2 separate regions of the Bos taurus genome follow, and region 2 is linked to region 1. The links are chromatin contacts, called in public Hi-C maps. All regions are on one chromosome and are shown on one strand. The core of a region is the stretch at or near the end of the contact, and the rest is flanking DNA. Distances in the headings are between cores, read along the strand shown.

Region 1 (7,361 bases), core at 4,649-7,148:
GGTCCACTGGAGAAGGGAATGGCAAACCACTTCAGTATTCCTGCCTTGAGAACCCCATGAACAGTATGAAAAGGCACAAAGATAGGACACTGAAAGGTGAACTCCCCAGGTCAGTAGGTGCCCAATATGCTACTGGAGATCAGTGGAGAAATAACTTCAGAAAGAACGAAGACACGGACCCAAAGCAAAAACAACACCCAGTTGTGGATGTGACTGGTGATAGAGGCAAGGTAAGGTCCGATGCTGTAAAGAGCAATATTGCATAGGAACCTGGAATGTTAGGTCCATGAATCAAGGCAAATTGAAAGTGATCAAACAGGAGATGGCAAGAGTGAATGTCGACATTTTAGGAATAAGCAAACTAAAATGGACTGAAACGGGTGAATGTAACTCAGATGACCATTATATCTACTAATGTGGGCAAGAATCCCTTAGAAGAAATGGAGTAGCCATCACAGTCAACAAAAGAGTCCAAAACGCAGTACTTGGATGCAGTCTCAAAAACGACAGAATGATCTCTGTTTGTCTCCAAGGCAAACCATTCAATATCACAGTAATCCAAGTCTATGCTCCGACCAGTAATGCTGAAGAAGCTGAAGTTGAACGGTTCTATGAAGACCTACAAGACCTTCTAGAATTAACACCCCAAAAGATGTCCTTTTCATTATAGGGGACTGGAATGCAAAAGTAGGAAGTCAAGAAACATTTGGAGTAACAGGCAAATTTGGCCTTGGAGTACAAAATGAAGCAGGGCAAAGGCTCATAGAAATCTGCCAAGAGAACGCACTGGTCATAGCAAACACCCTCAATACAAGAGAAGACTCTACACATAGACATCACCAGATGGTCAACACCGAAATCAGATTGATTATATTCTTTGCATCCAAAGATGGAGAAGCTCTATACAGTCAGCAAAAACAAGACTGGGAGCTGACTGTGGCTCAGATCACGAACTCCTTATTGCCAAATTCAAACTTAAATTGAAGAAAAGTAGTGAAAGCCACTAGACCATTCAGGTATGACCTAAATCAAATCCCTTACGATAATACAGTGGAAGTGAGAAATAGATTTAAGGGACTAGATCTGATAGAGTGCCTGATGAACTATGGATGGAGATTCGTGACATTGTACAGGAGACAGGAAGAAAGACCATCCCCAAGAAAAAGACATGCAAAAAAGCAAAATGGCTGTCTGAGGAGGCCTTACAAATAGCTGTAAAAAGAAGAGAAGCCCAAACCAAAGGAGAAAAGGAAAGATATATTCATTTGAATGCAGAGTTCCGAAGAATAGCAAGGAGAGATAAGAAAGCCTTCCTCAGCAATCAATGCAAAGAAATAGAGGAAAACAATAGAACAGGAAAGACTAGAGATCTCTTCAAGAAAATTAGAGCTACCAAGGGAACATTTCATGCAAAGATGGGCTCGATAACGGACAGAAATGGTATGGACCTAACAGAAGCAGAAGATATTAAGAAGAGGCGGCAAGAATACACAGAAGAACTGTACAAAAAAGATTTTCATGACCCAGATAATCACAGTGGTGTGATCACTCACCCAGAGCCAGACATCCTGGAATGTGAAGTCAAGGGGGCCTTAGGAAGCATCACTACAAACAAAGCTAGAGGAGGTGATGGAATTTGAGCTGAGCTATTTCAAATCTTAAAAGATGATGCTGTGAAAGTGCTGCACTCAATATGCCAGAAAATTTGGAAAACTCAGCAGTGGCCGCAGGACTGGAAAAAGTCAGTTTTCATTCCAATCCCAAAGAAAGGCAATGCCAAAGAATGCTCAAACTACTACACAATTGCACTCATCTCACACACTAGCAAAGTAATGCTCAAAATTCTCCAAGCTGATTAAAAGACGCTTACTCCTTGGAAGGAAAGTTATGACCAACCTAGACAGCATATTCAAAAACAGAGACATTACTTTGCCAACAAATGTCCGTCTAGTCAAGGCTATGGTTTTTTCAGTAGTCATGTATGGATATGAGAGTTGGACTGTGAAGAAAGCTGAGTGCCGAAGAATTGATGCTTTTGAACTGTGGTGTTGGAGAAGACACTTGAGAGTTCCTTGGACTGCAAGGAGATCCAACCAGTCCATTCTAAAGGAGATCGGTCCTGGGTGTTCTTTGGAAGTAATGATGCTAAAGCTGAAACTCCAGTACTTTGGCCACATCATGTGAAGAGTTGACTCATTGGAAAAGACCCTGATGCTGGGAGGGATTGGGGGCAGGAGGAAAAGGGGACGACAGAGGATGAGATGGCTGGATGGCATCACCGACTCAATAGACATGAGTTTGAGTGAACTCCCGGAGATGGCGATCGACAGGGAGGCCTGGCGTGCTGCAATTCATGGGGTTGCAAAGAGTCAGACACGACTGAGTGACTGAAGTGAACTAACTGAACTGAGGCTTCAACAATACGTGAACCGTGAACTTCCAGATGTTCAAGCTGGTTTTAGAAAAGGCAAACAAACCAGAGATCAAATTGCCAACATCTGCTGGATCATTAAAAAAGCAAGAGAGTTCCAGAAAAACATCTATTTCTGCTTTAGTGACTATGCCAAAGCCTTTGACTGTGTGGATCACAATCAACTGTGGGAAATTCTGAAAGAGATGGAAATACCAGACCACCTGACCTGCCTCCTGAGAAATCTGTATGCAGGCCACGAAGCAACAGTTAGAACTGGACATGGAACAACAGACTGGTTCCAAATAGGAAAGGAGTACGTCAAGGCTGTATATTGTCACCCTGCTTATTTAACTTACATGCAGAGTACATCATGAGAAACACTGGGCTGGATGAAGCACAAGCTGGAATCAAGATTGCTGGGAGAAATATCAATAACCTCAGATATGCAACGGAGAAGGCAATGGCACCCCACTCCAGTACTCTTGCCTGGAAAATCCCATGGACAGCAGAGCCTGGTAGGCTGCAGTCCATGGGGTTGCTAAGAGTCAGACACAGCTGATCGACTTCACTTTCACTTTCATGCACTGGAGAAGGAAAAGGCAACCCGCTCCAGTGTTCTTGCTTGGAGAATCCCAGAGATGGGGGAGCCTGGTTGGCTTCCATCCATGGGGTCGCACAGAGTCAGACAGAACTGAAGCAACTTAGCAGCAGCAGCAGATATGCAGATGACACCACCCTTACGGCAGAAAGTGAAGAGCTAAAGAGCCTCTTGATGAAAGTGAAAGAGGAGAGTGAAGAAGCTGGCTTAAAACTCAACATTCAGAAAACAAAGATCATGGCATCCAGTCCTATCATTTCATGGCAAATAGATGGAGAAACAGTAGGCTCCAAAATCACTAGAGATGGTGACTGCACCCATGAAATAAAAAGACGCTTACTCCTTGCAAGTAAAGTTATGACCAATCTAGACAGCATATTAAAAAGCAGAGACATTACTTTGCCAACAAAGGTCTGTCTAGTTAAGGCTATGGTTTTTCCAGTGGTCATGTATGGATGCGAGAGTTGGACTGTAAAGAAAGCTGACCACCGAAGAATTGAAGCTTTTGGAGAAGACTCTTGAGAGTCCCTTGGACTGCAAGGAGATCCAACCAGTCCATCCTAAAGGAAATCAGTCCTGCGTACTCATTGGAAGGACTGATGTTGAAGCTGAAACTCCAATACTTTGGCCACCTCATGCGAAGAGCTGACTACTTTGAAAAGACCCTGATGCTGGAAAAGATTGAAGGCAGGAGAAGGGGACGACAGAAGATAAGATGGTTGGATGGCATCACCGACCTAATGGACATGAATTTGAGTAAACTCCAGGAGTTGGTGATGGACAGGGAGGCTTGGCGTGCTGCAGTCCATGGGGTCGCAGAGTCAGACACAACTGAGCGACTGAAGTGAACTGAATCCATAGGTTGGATGTAGGCTTTGAGAACTTAAATATGTTCACTATCACACAAGATATTTGGAAAGTTTGTACAAGGCCACTGGGCTCTGCTCATTGTTCTCAGTGTTTTGTCAACGTTTCTTCATCTGAGATTCCTCTTTGATACGTCTACTTTCATTTTATTGTAGTAATTAAAAAAATAAATTCTAATTGTTTTTTGGTTTATCAGTGTATACCTGCAGGCGCACACGAATTTTGAGTCTAGCTGTACTGTGTTGTGAAAAAACTTGCAATTGGATCCTAAAATGACAGCAGTGTAAATTATAAAGTACCAAACACTGTAGGTGAAAGCACTGTCAGCAATAAATAAAAATGGCTTTCTTTGGGAGGAAATAACTGGAAAGAGAGAGAATAGGCTGGGGGAGGAAATGATCCACACCATTAGGAAAGGAAGAGCCATATTTAGGAAAGCATCTGAGGGACAAGGATATCTGAAACAAGTGAATTTTGGTCTTAGGCACTCCTCCAAGGGTTCAAGTCACAGAGGCAGTTAGGTTGCCTGAGCTTTGCCATTTCCTGTTTTGAAAAGACACTGGACTTTTATTTCCCAAAGACCGCTCATTCCGTTTTGCTGAGAGCATAACTTGTGTGCAGGGGCCTGTTCAGGAACTGGCTTTGCAAAGATGAAAAGAGCCCAGTTCCTGTCTCCAAGCGCTTTTCGGCCTTAAAACAGAACATCCTAATAGGTAGGTATGCTGCTACTGCTGCTGCTGCTAAGTCGCTTCAGTCGTATCCGACTCTGTGCGACCCCATAGACAGCAGCCTACCAGGCTCCTCTGTCCATGGGATTCTCCAGGCAAGAACACTGGAGTGGGTTGCCATTTCCTACTCCAGTGCATGAAAGTGAAAAGTCAAAGTGAAGTCGCTCAGTCGTGTCCGACTCCTAGCGACCCCATGGACTGCAGCCCACCAGGCTCCTCCGTCCATGGGGTTTTCCAGGCAAGAGTACTGGAGTGGGGTGCCATTGCCTTCTCCAGGTAGGTAGGTATAAAGGGCCCTATTATAAGATGAGAAAAAGCTTGCGGAGGCCTGTTGCCACAGAGGAAATGAGCTCTGTGTGGTCCAAAAGGCAAGCACTTTTGATAGGCTTTCTTATCTTCCAAAAAGAATGATCATGTGAAATATGAAACAAATAGATCGCCCAGAAAGGAAAGGATTGGGATGAAACTTTATATGGAAGTTTGAATTAAGTCCTCAGTATCTTCAGGAAAGAAGGGTCTAGAAGACCCAGGAGTGCTAACTGATCAAACGGACAGTACCCCCAGTGGAGCGTCTTCCTCAGACTTGCACCTCAGGAAATGTTGACTGTTCTGGAATATCTACTTAGGGGAGGGGAGAGAGTCCACCCACTTGTATCAGATTTGAACATAACATGGGGAGAAGGCTACTTTCACGATTCTAAGCTCTTTTCTCTCTTCACCCCCTGTAGTTTCAGGGCTGTGTGAGGTGTATCGGCAGGAATGTTCTCTTTTGAAGAGAATAAAAGCATTTAAATTAGCGGGAGGGTGGTTAACACCCGCAGCTCTGGCCCCACAGCACGCCACCTCGTCCGCTGGGGTTCACTCCGCACCTCCCCTAGGGTTGGCGCAATAGCGCTAACGGCCGCGGGGTAGCAACGGTTCCCGCGCAGCGCGCGGCGGGCGTTACGCGGCCAGGACTTGCAGGCCAGCCGCAAGTTCAAGAAGGGGCTGGGAGGGGGTGGGGGGACGAGGCCGGTCCGGGGGCAGCTTTTGACGAACAGTCCTTACAGCCAATTGGAAGCCTGGTCGACTTTTCCCTCTGCCAATAGGGAGCGAGGCCCGGACTGGGGAGGGGGGCGCTTCCCGAGGGCTGCGGCTGGATTCGATCCCGGGCGGCTGCCTTGAAGGCGGGGGCGGAGGCTCGGCCTGGGCGGCGAGGAGCGGATTAGGGGAGGAGGGAAGACCGGAAGCCACGGTCGCGTCCCCATCCTTAGATTCGCTCCTCCGGGCTGGGAGCGGAGACGCAGGAGGAGGGAGAGGCTGGATGTCGGCCCCGTGATAAAGAGGAGCGGCTGCTCCGGAGCCTCTTCCCGGGGCGCCTCCTCATCCCGCCAGTCCTCCACAGCCACCCGGCTCCTGGGCGCGGGGCCCCCGCGGACGCTTCGTCCGCCCAGATCTTTGCTGGAGAGGCGCTTGCCGGTGACGGGGACTGGCCGGCGGCGTCCGAGGCCCGCGCCCCGCCGCCACCCCCACCGGCCTGCCGGCCGGTCCCTCTGGCCGCCGCCATGTCCTCCTCCTCATCCTCCCCCAGGGAGACGTACGAGGAGGACCGGGATTACGAGAGCCAGGCCAAGCGCCTCAAGACCGAGGAAGGGGAGATCGATTACTCGGCCGAGGAAGGCGAGAACCGCCGGGAAGCGACGCCCCGGGGCGGGGGCGATGGCGGCGGCGGCCGGAGCTTCTCACAGCCGGTAACAAAGCGTGGCGCCCCGTCAGCTGAGTCTGGCGGCTCCCTGGGAAGCAGGGCTCCGCGGCTGGGACTCGGCCTCGGGGCCTCTCGCCCTCCTCGTTTTCCCTTTTTGCGGCGCTGACCAGGTCGGGAAGCGCCGACTCTTCTCTTTCGGGCTTTTATTCTTCGTCCTACCTGTTTCCAGCATCCCGAACGCGAGTCCGCCCCGGCCTGGCCGCAGGCCCCGCTGCGAGTCCACTGCCGGCCCTGAACTTAGGGAGGGTCGCGCGCAGGGGGGTGGCGCGAGGCGTTGCTTCCGCTCCGGGGGGCTCTGGTGCGTGATTAGCCCTTTGTTAGTTTAACTCCTCAGGCGGTTGACGGGCGTTGGACAACCGGTTCCCTTCAGCCCCTAGCCCCCAGCCTGCAGCATCCGCGCGCTGGTCTAGATCGCAGGATGGTGGCGTCGGTTCCGCCCAGGGATCTCTAAGCCTAGATGCTGAGGAGAGCCTCGGCTCACTGACAGATTACGCTGAGGAGCTCACAACCCAGTTCCCCTCAAGGTTTAATTATATTTTTTTTATTCCTGCTAGGTCTGGTGCGCATGCTTTGCTCCCCAGTTTCATGGTTATTGCTCAGTACAGTTTTCGGCTCTTCGATTAAAAATAAAATGTGTTGGCAGGTGTTCGCATACCGCTACTTTAAAGTAAAGGAATCTTAAATCTCAGTTTTTCCTGGGCAGTTTGTTCCCAATTTGTTCCATAAAACTGAACTCAGAACTGCATCAGACACACGTTCCGAGATTCTTGTTTTTCGCATCAAAAAGCTTAGATAGAGGCAGAAGGAATGTGAAAATTGTTTCATCCGGAGCAAGTGGTAACTCAACTTCAGTTGAATGGAAACTTTAAGGACGCGAAGCAAAGCAAAAGTTTTTTTTTTGCCATTTTTGGTGCACTTAAGCTGTCTTTATGACTTAGGTGTTCCTTAAACATGTAACACATTCTAACTGATTAAAAAAAAAACTATACCTGAAATTTTCGGAATTGTGCA
Region 2 (6,637 bases), core at 2,865-5,364, 120 kb before region 1:
ATTTAAAGCATTTGGTTCCGCTTTTGTGAGTTCCTAAATACCAAGTAACAGGGATGTCCTGCCTTTGGGTGAAAAGAGGGTTTTCTTTTTTTAACTCAGAGCTTCTGCTCAGAAATGTATTCTTCCTGATGTGTGAGGAATAGGGTCTTTGAGTTCACACAGAGCTGCAAGGGGGCCTGGCGTCCAAAGCACCTGAGAGAGACAGGGAGGCCTGGCCAAGACCATTCCGGAGTCTCGGGTCCATGTTCAACCAAGAGAATCTTTCTCTTACCAGAGTCAGCTTTAGGAAAAGTTAAGCAGTATTCTTGAAAACAGCCTTTAAAAGCATTTATTTCCTTTGTCTTGGTTCTACTTTTCCAAAAAAAATTCTTGAGTAGGTAATATTTACACATGTAATCAGTTTAAAAGATGACAGATGTAAAAGGTACAAAGTAATACCCTGTAGTGCAAAGAAGTTCCCTATTTTCCGTTCCCCACAGACCCAGCTTCTTTCAACAGAAGCAACCACTGTCACTTGTTTCTCACGTACCTTCTAGAGATGCTACAAGAATACCCAAGCATCTAAGTGCATATCCATAAAACACAGCCTGTTTCCACCCCGAACTTTTCACTCAATTTATCTTGGAGGTTGTTGCTGAACGTACGTCCGTATTTCATTAGACAACTCCACTGCACTTGTAGTTTTCTCCATCTTTCTCTGATAATCGATTTAAAATTTCTTTTGGGGCTCACAATCACAAATTTATATATTTTCCTAGAAAATTATCCATTTCATCTATATTACTCTCATGTTGACTTGTGAAGAGTTGAGGAAAGAAATAATTTATGATCCTTTCGGTTCCATCCATCTGTCATTATTTGCCTCTGCTCATATCTAATTCTGTGGACTGAATAGGTTATCTACTGTTATATTTATTTTGGGGGTTATTTTCCCCCTCAGTGAAGTGGCTCTTGGATTTATGTACTACCTTTTCTGATTCTTTTCAAAATTATAATTTCTTTTATTTTTGTTAATTTTTCTTTTGCTCTCTTGGATTTATTTTTTAATTGTTTTCAAATATCTTGTATTAGATGCATAATTCATTTAATTTCACAAGTTTTAATTAACATATAAGTAGTGCTAAAATTTTCTATTACTTTAATTATAGCACATGTAGGCATTTTCATTATAGATAATTTTATATTATACTATTTATTTACTATATAGTCCTATATATTATGTATACATTTCCATTATACATAATTATTTTTCTGATATCCCTAGTTCTGGGGTTTGGCTTCCTTAAAAAAAATTTTTTTTTTATTTCCTTTCTTTTTTTTCGCCACACCACTTGGCACATGGGATCTTAGTTACCTGACCAGGGATCTAACCCGCAGCTCTTGAATTTGAAGTGTGGAGAAGTCCCTTGACTTCTCTTTTGATCCAAGAATTATTAAGAGTTAAAACATTTCTAAGCCAATATTGGCTGCATTGTATTTTGTGAAACTGCTAGAGGTTTTCTTCATGATCTTAGATACAGTCATTTTGGGGTGAACTTTCATTGTGAACTGCATCCTTTATCATTTCCAAGTGTCTTCCTTCATGTAATCGAATGCTTTCTGTCCTGAAATCAGTCTTTTCTGATATTCAGATTGAGACCCTCTGCTACTTGGGCTTTCACTTGCTTGGTTTGCTTTCGAGTGCTCATATTTTGAACCTTTCAAACCAAGTTAATCACTTGGTTTGTACATGGCATTCTGTTGGGTTTTTTTGTGTGATTTAATCTGAGACTGTTTAATAGGGGCTATTAAGACAGCACGGACTTCCTGGATGGCACTGGTGGTAGAGAAGCTGTCTGACAATGCAGGAGACATAAGAGACATAAGCGACTTGGATTGGACGTAAGATCCCCTGGAGGAAGGCATGGCAACTTACTCCAATATTCTTGCCTGGAGAATTCCATGGACTGAGGAGCCTGGTAGGGCTACAGTCCATAGGGTCACAAAGACCTGGACACGACTAAAGCAACTTAGCACGCATGCATTAAGAAGACATATGTATATTATAAGTGTTCTTTGTTTGTCACTGTATTTTATGGTGCGTGTTTATGAATTCTAGTTGCTTTTTAAAAAAAAAAATCTTTTACAATATGGTCTGTGTTTGTGTGTTCCTAATAATTTAGAAACTTTGTATTTTTGTTTTAGTGGTTACATCTGTATACAAGAAACTTCAATATAATATATTCAATTCTCCGTTTCTTAGAATCTTCTGAACTCCTTCCTCCCCTTTTCTCCTCTGCTTCCTGAGTTGGGTTTCTGACACTTTCTAATGTAATTCTAATAATGGCACTTCTTTTCCCAGTAGATGGTGCTAGAGACACAATATAAAGAGCTTACTGTACAGACATCCACACGGAGTTCAGTCAAGTCCTCTAAACCCTGAGCAGTTCTGAGGGCTGAACTTGTCGGATCTCTAACATCAAATCCTGGGTGGTAGTGACCCCACCGGGCTGTAACGACTGTCCTCTGAAGTCTGGGTGACCAACCATCTCCCGCACAAACTTTAAAAAAGACAACAGTTAGACTGGAAAAAAGCAGCTGTTTTCATGGGTTCAACAAGATTTTAATCTTACCAACACATATTCCAAGTGATCATTTATGTTTTGCTTTCTTTCCTAACTTTAAATGGTGCTCACAATATTTAGTGCTTTCTTAAAGCCGTATTTGACTCAAAATCTAACCCTTTTAAGATAGTCCTAATACGATTGCCTGGGTCAGTCAAGATTATTTACTTTTCTTGAGTTTAAAGAAAAAAGAAAGTCATGGAATTTTCATGAAGGAAGCACCCCAGGGCACCTTTCATGTCTATTAACCTGATGTTGTGCAATCTACAAATCAGTGTTTACTTTAGTTTTTCTCTCTGTAAAACAAAGCTGCTATTATTTGTTGCCCTCCACATTACATGGAAATATTTGATAAATGATATGCCTGAACATTTTCAGGAAGATGGCATAAATAAATGGGCCAAATTTCAGGAAATACATATATATATAACACAAGCAGAGCTTAGAGAGGGTAAGAATTCAAGAACAGCAGAGAAGTCCTGACTCAAAAATCAGACAATGGGGATAATCCTAAAATGAGATTTTTGCTAAATAAGAAGAAAAAGAGAAGGTTCTAATCGAATCTTTCCCAGCCTTATGCCCTGACACACTCCCTCATGTGCTTGGTGGTCAGGCATATGAAAACTTTTGTATTTGTCTCCCAGACTCACTATGTCTTTGGACTCTTTCTTATAACTGGAATGAGCTTTCTGGCCCCCCACACCATTCTGGCAAAGTCCACTAGGGTATTTAAGAATGCTTATTCTCCAATGCTATTTCCTCTGTGAGGGAATATATCATCCACAGCTAGAACTAACCCCCTTTTTGACTTTGTTCATCCTACTTTGAACATACTTTCCCCCAAACATTCATCACATTAAGGCATAACTCTAGGATTATATCAAGCTATATATCTATAGGGAATGTGAGCCCCTAAAGAGCAGGGACTGTATGTGTCCTACTGATTTTTGTATCTTCTGAGCATTAAGCAGAGTCTTTACTTGATTGAAAACCTGATGAATGAATCAAGTAAACAGATAAAAAAACGGGCAACTGTGAATGTTGTAGCATCCTGTGACAAAGTCAGAATGAAAGATTTAGAAAGAACCTTAGGAATTACCTCATCTAGTCCCCTCGCTTTGCAGATGAGGTTGGGACCCAGACAGCTAAAGGGACCTGCCCAAGGTGACGCGTCTCCATCGTGTCAGAGTCTCCAGGCCGCTACTCAGGCACTTTTCACCTCCCCTTGGATGGACTTGGCTGCAGCCCCTCCCACCCTTAATCCCCAAATACTCTTGCTTTTTCTAAGAATTTGGAAAATGAATGTGCAGTTGTTTTAATTTCTGTTTATCCGCATACGTGAGTTCCTGCTCTGGTGCTAAGAGTAGAAGGAGATATGAAAATAGCTCTCTCAGCAACGCTGAGTGTACATAAAATGAAGCGGAAATGAAAAGGGTGCCTTCAGAGAGGATGTCACATCACCAGACTTCGGTTTTGAAGCCACCAGAAAGCTATGGTGTCAGCAGAGAGAAGCTGTTTTCTTTTTCTTTGGGCCACACTCCAAAGGCATGTCGGATCTTAGGGCCCCAACCAGGGACTGCACCTGCGTGCCCTGCATTTGAAGCATGAGATCTTAACCACTGGACCACCAGCAAAGTCCCCAAGAAGCTGCTTTCTGATAAGGATTTCTTACCATCCTGAATAAGGCTGGATGTGTGCTAAGGTCTGAGCAGCAATGCCTGGCAGATGCCGGGCTCTGACCCAAAGATATGGCCTTATAGCTCTGGGACAGGGGAGTGGCCTGAGGCAGTACTTCTGTTTCCCCATTTCAGGGAAAGTCTGATTGCAAGCCCAACTAAGGACCCACTTGAGGTTGCTGTCATGAATTCTGAGTGAGACAGTAGCTTTTTGGTGGCAACGGTAGAGAGCATGGAGGGATAGGACTAGTCAGGGTTGGGCTTTGTTAGGAGAACACAAGAACACAAAGAGAGGGGAAGGGCATTGAGAGCATATGAAAAGGGGTGATCCGAATAATGGACTTTTGATCTTAGTAGGGAAGGAGGTGAGGAACAGTGACAGGGTGGTGGGATCAGTGCTACAGGTTCTTGTAGCACTGAAGAATTATTGAAGCTGAAACAGACATCTTACATTATGATAATAGAAGGCAGCGATAAGAGGTAGTAACAAAGTCGGGGGTATGACCCACAGACCACAGGAGTGAGTAGCTGCAAAGCTTGGAGGACAAGATCATTGCAAGAAGATGTCAAGAAGCTGAAAGGTCATGGTATCATCAATACGGATAATAAAATAATTAAGAATTATGACAAGAGTGTTGTTGGAGTGACAGTGAGCCAGGAATAAGGTCGAGTCTATGGAGTAGCTCAACAAAGAGAGCTCATGGGGGTGTCACTGTAGCAGCTACAGCTGCCTTATTCTTGCAAGAAGATAATGTGGACCTGAGCAGTGGAAACAGGACTCTCTAACATTCCAGATCTCTGTCACAAGGCCTTAAATCTTCCTCTATCTGCATTCCTGATAGAGTTATAATTGCCGGCTCTCTGGAAGTAAAGGAAAAAGTCACCCTTCATGAAACTCATCTGCCTTGATTCATATCTCTTCTCTCAAATGAGGGATTCTTAGAGGAACTTGGCCTTTTCCCCATGACTGCCTGTGGCATACTGCATTTTTCAAAGATGGCCACTCCAGGATAGATCCATCCCACAGGCTCTACTTACAATGTGATGCTGACACTCCTTCACCGAGAGGTGGAGTCTTGTTTCCTCCCTTAAGCCTGGACGGACCTTTGTAACTGCCTTAACCAATAGAACGTGGCACAAGTGGTGCTATGTGATTTCTAAGGCCAGGTTCTAAATACAGAGTGGCTTTGGCTTGGTCCTGTCTGCCTCAGAACATCTGCTCTTGAGCCTGGCTGCCAAGTTTTAAGAAACTCAAGTTGCATCGAAAAGCCATGTCAAAAGGGGTATTTTGGCTGACAGCCTCCAACCAACAGTCAGCATCAACTGCCAGACAGGCAAGTGAATGAGCCTTCTGATGATTCCCATCCTGGCTCTCTCATCTTCCAACAGAGGTCCTAGACATCAATATGCAGAGACAAGATATGCCCTGTCTAAATTCCTGACCGCAGTGAGAGATCATAAAGTGTTATAGAGCAATAGATAACTAGTGTACCGCCTTGGGATGTTTTCACCTCTTGGCACTTGACAAGTCCTGACAGGAAGTGAATTTATCCCTCCTTGCTATTTTTACATAGTCAGAAGTCCCTTTAGATGATTCTGCCTTAAGAACACTAACCCTTGCAATTACTTTTGCATAGGGAAGAAACAAATATAAATTTGTTAGCTCACTCTTTTTTGAGTATCTTTTATGTACCAGGCATTAATCTGACCTCAGGGGGTCTTCCCTGGTGGTCCAGTGGTTAAGAATCTACCTCATAATGTGTGGGTTCGATCCCTGGTTAGGGAACTAAGATCCCAGATGCTGCGGAGCAACTAAGTCTGCACGCTGAAACCACTGAACCCACATGCCACAGCCAGAGTCTGAGAGCCACAGAAGATCTCGCGTGACCCAATGAACATCTCGAGTGCTTCAACTAAGACCCAAGGCAGCCAAATTAATGAATTAATTAAACTAAAACAAAACCACAACTGACCTCATGGGACTTAGAATCTGGTGAAAGAGATGGACGATAAAATAAAAACTCACAGGAGAGTATGACAGATGCAGTGAGTATGGTGTTCAGAGGACCCTGATGGAGCAGGAAGCGGCAGCAGCTAGTGCAGCCAGCGAGGTCAGGAGAGGTTTTCCAAAGACGTGTCCCAAGGCTGATCCTGAAAGGTAAGTTGGAACTGGCTAACTTGACAAAGGCATAGGACTACCATCACCTGTGAAGGACAAGAGTGGTCACGCGAGTGTCACTCTGGCAACTACCGCTCCTCAATCTTGCAAGAAGATGATGTATATCTGATTACTGGAAACAAGATTCTCTAACATTGCAGATCTCTGTCACAAGGCATTAAATCTGTCACAGGAATGGA

Evidence for each region. A called contact is a pair of places that touch in the nucleus more often than the background predicts.
Region 2: a contact with region 1 is called in a Hi-C map of an unstated tissue, with 4 times the contacts expected there. The contact joins the enhancer-like site here to the promoter of HNRNPLL in region 1. A contact is called at or near these places in 2 of 11 Hi-C or Micro-C datasets (8-cell embryo and an unstated tissue).

What each region holds. Positions count from the first base shown.
Region 1 is chr11:20,946,553-20,953,913 of ARS-UCD2.0, reverse strand. It overlaps HNRNPLL (heterogeneous nuclear ribonucleoprotein L like), which reads left to right and starts at 5,898. Exons shown (of 13, transcript NM_001076900.1): 1 at 5,898-6,336. The coding sequence starts at 6,151. LOC132346554 (a long non-coding RNA gene) reads right to left here and starts at 7,250. Exons shown (of 3, transcript XR_009496389.1): 1 at 6,510-7,250.
Region 2 is chr11:21,063,283-21,069,919 of ARS-UCD2.0, reverse strand. The region is part of intron 4 of GALM (galactose mutarotase); the gene reads right to left. Among named protein-coding and RNA genes, the nearest start is that of SRSF7, 25 kb to the left of the region's middle. Within about 2 kb of position 4,114, at least 20 of the 102 cell types and tissues checked have an H3K27ac peak or open chromatin away from gene starts, as enhancers often do.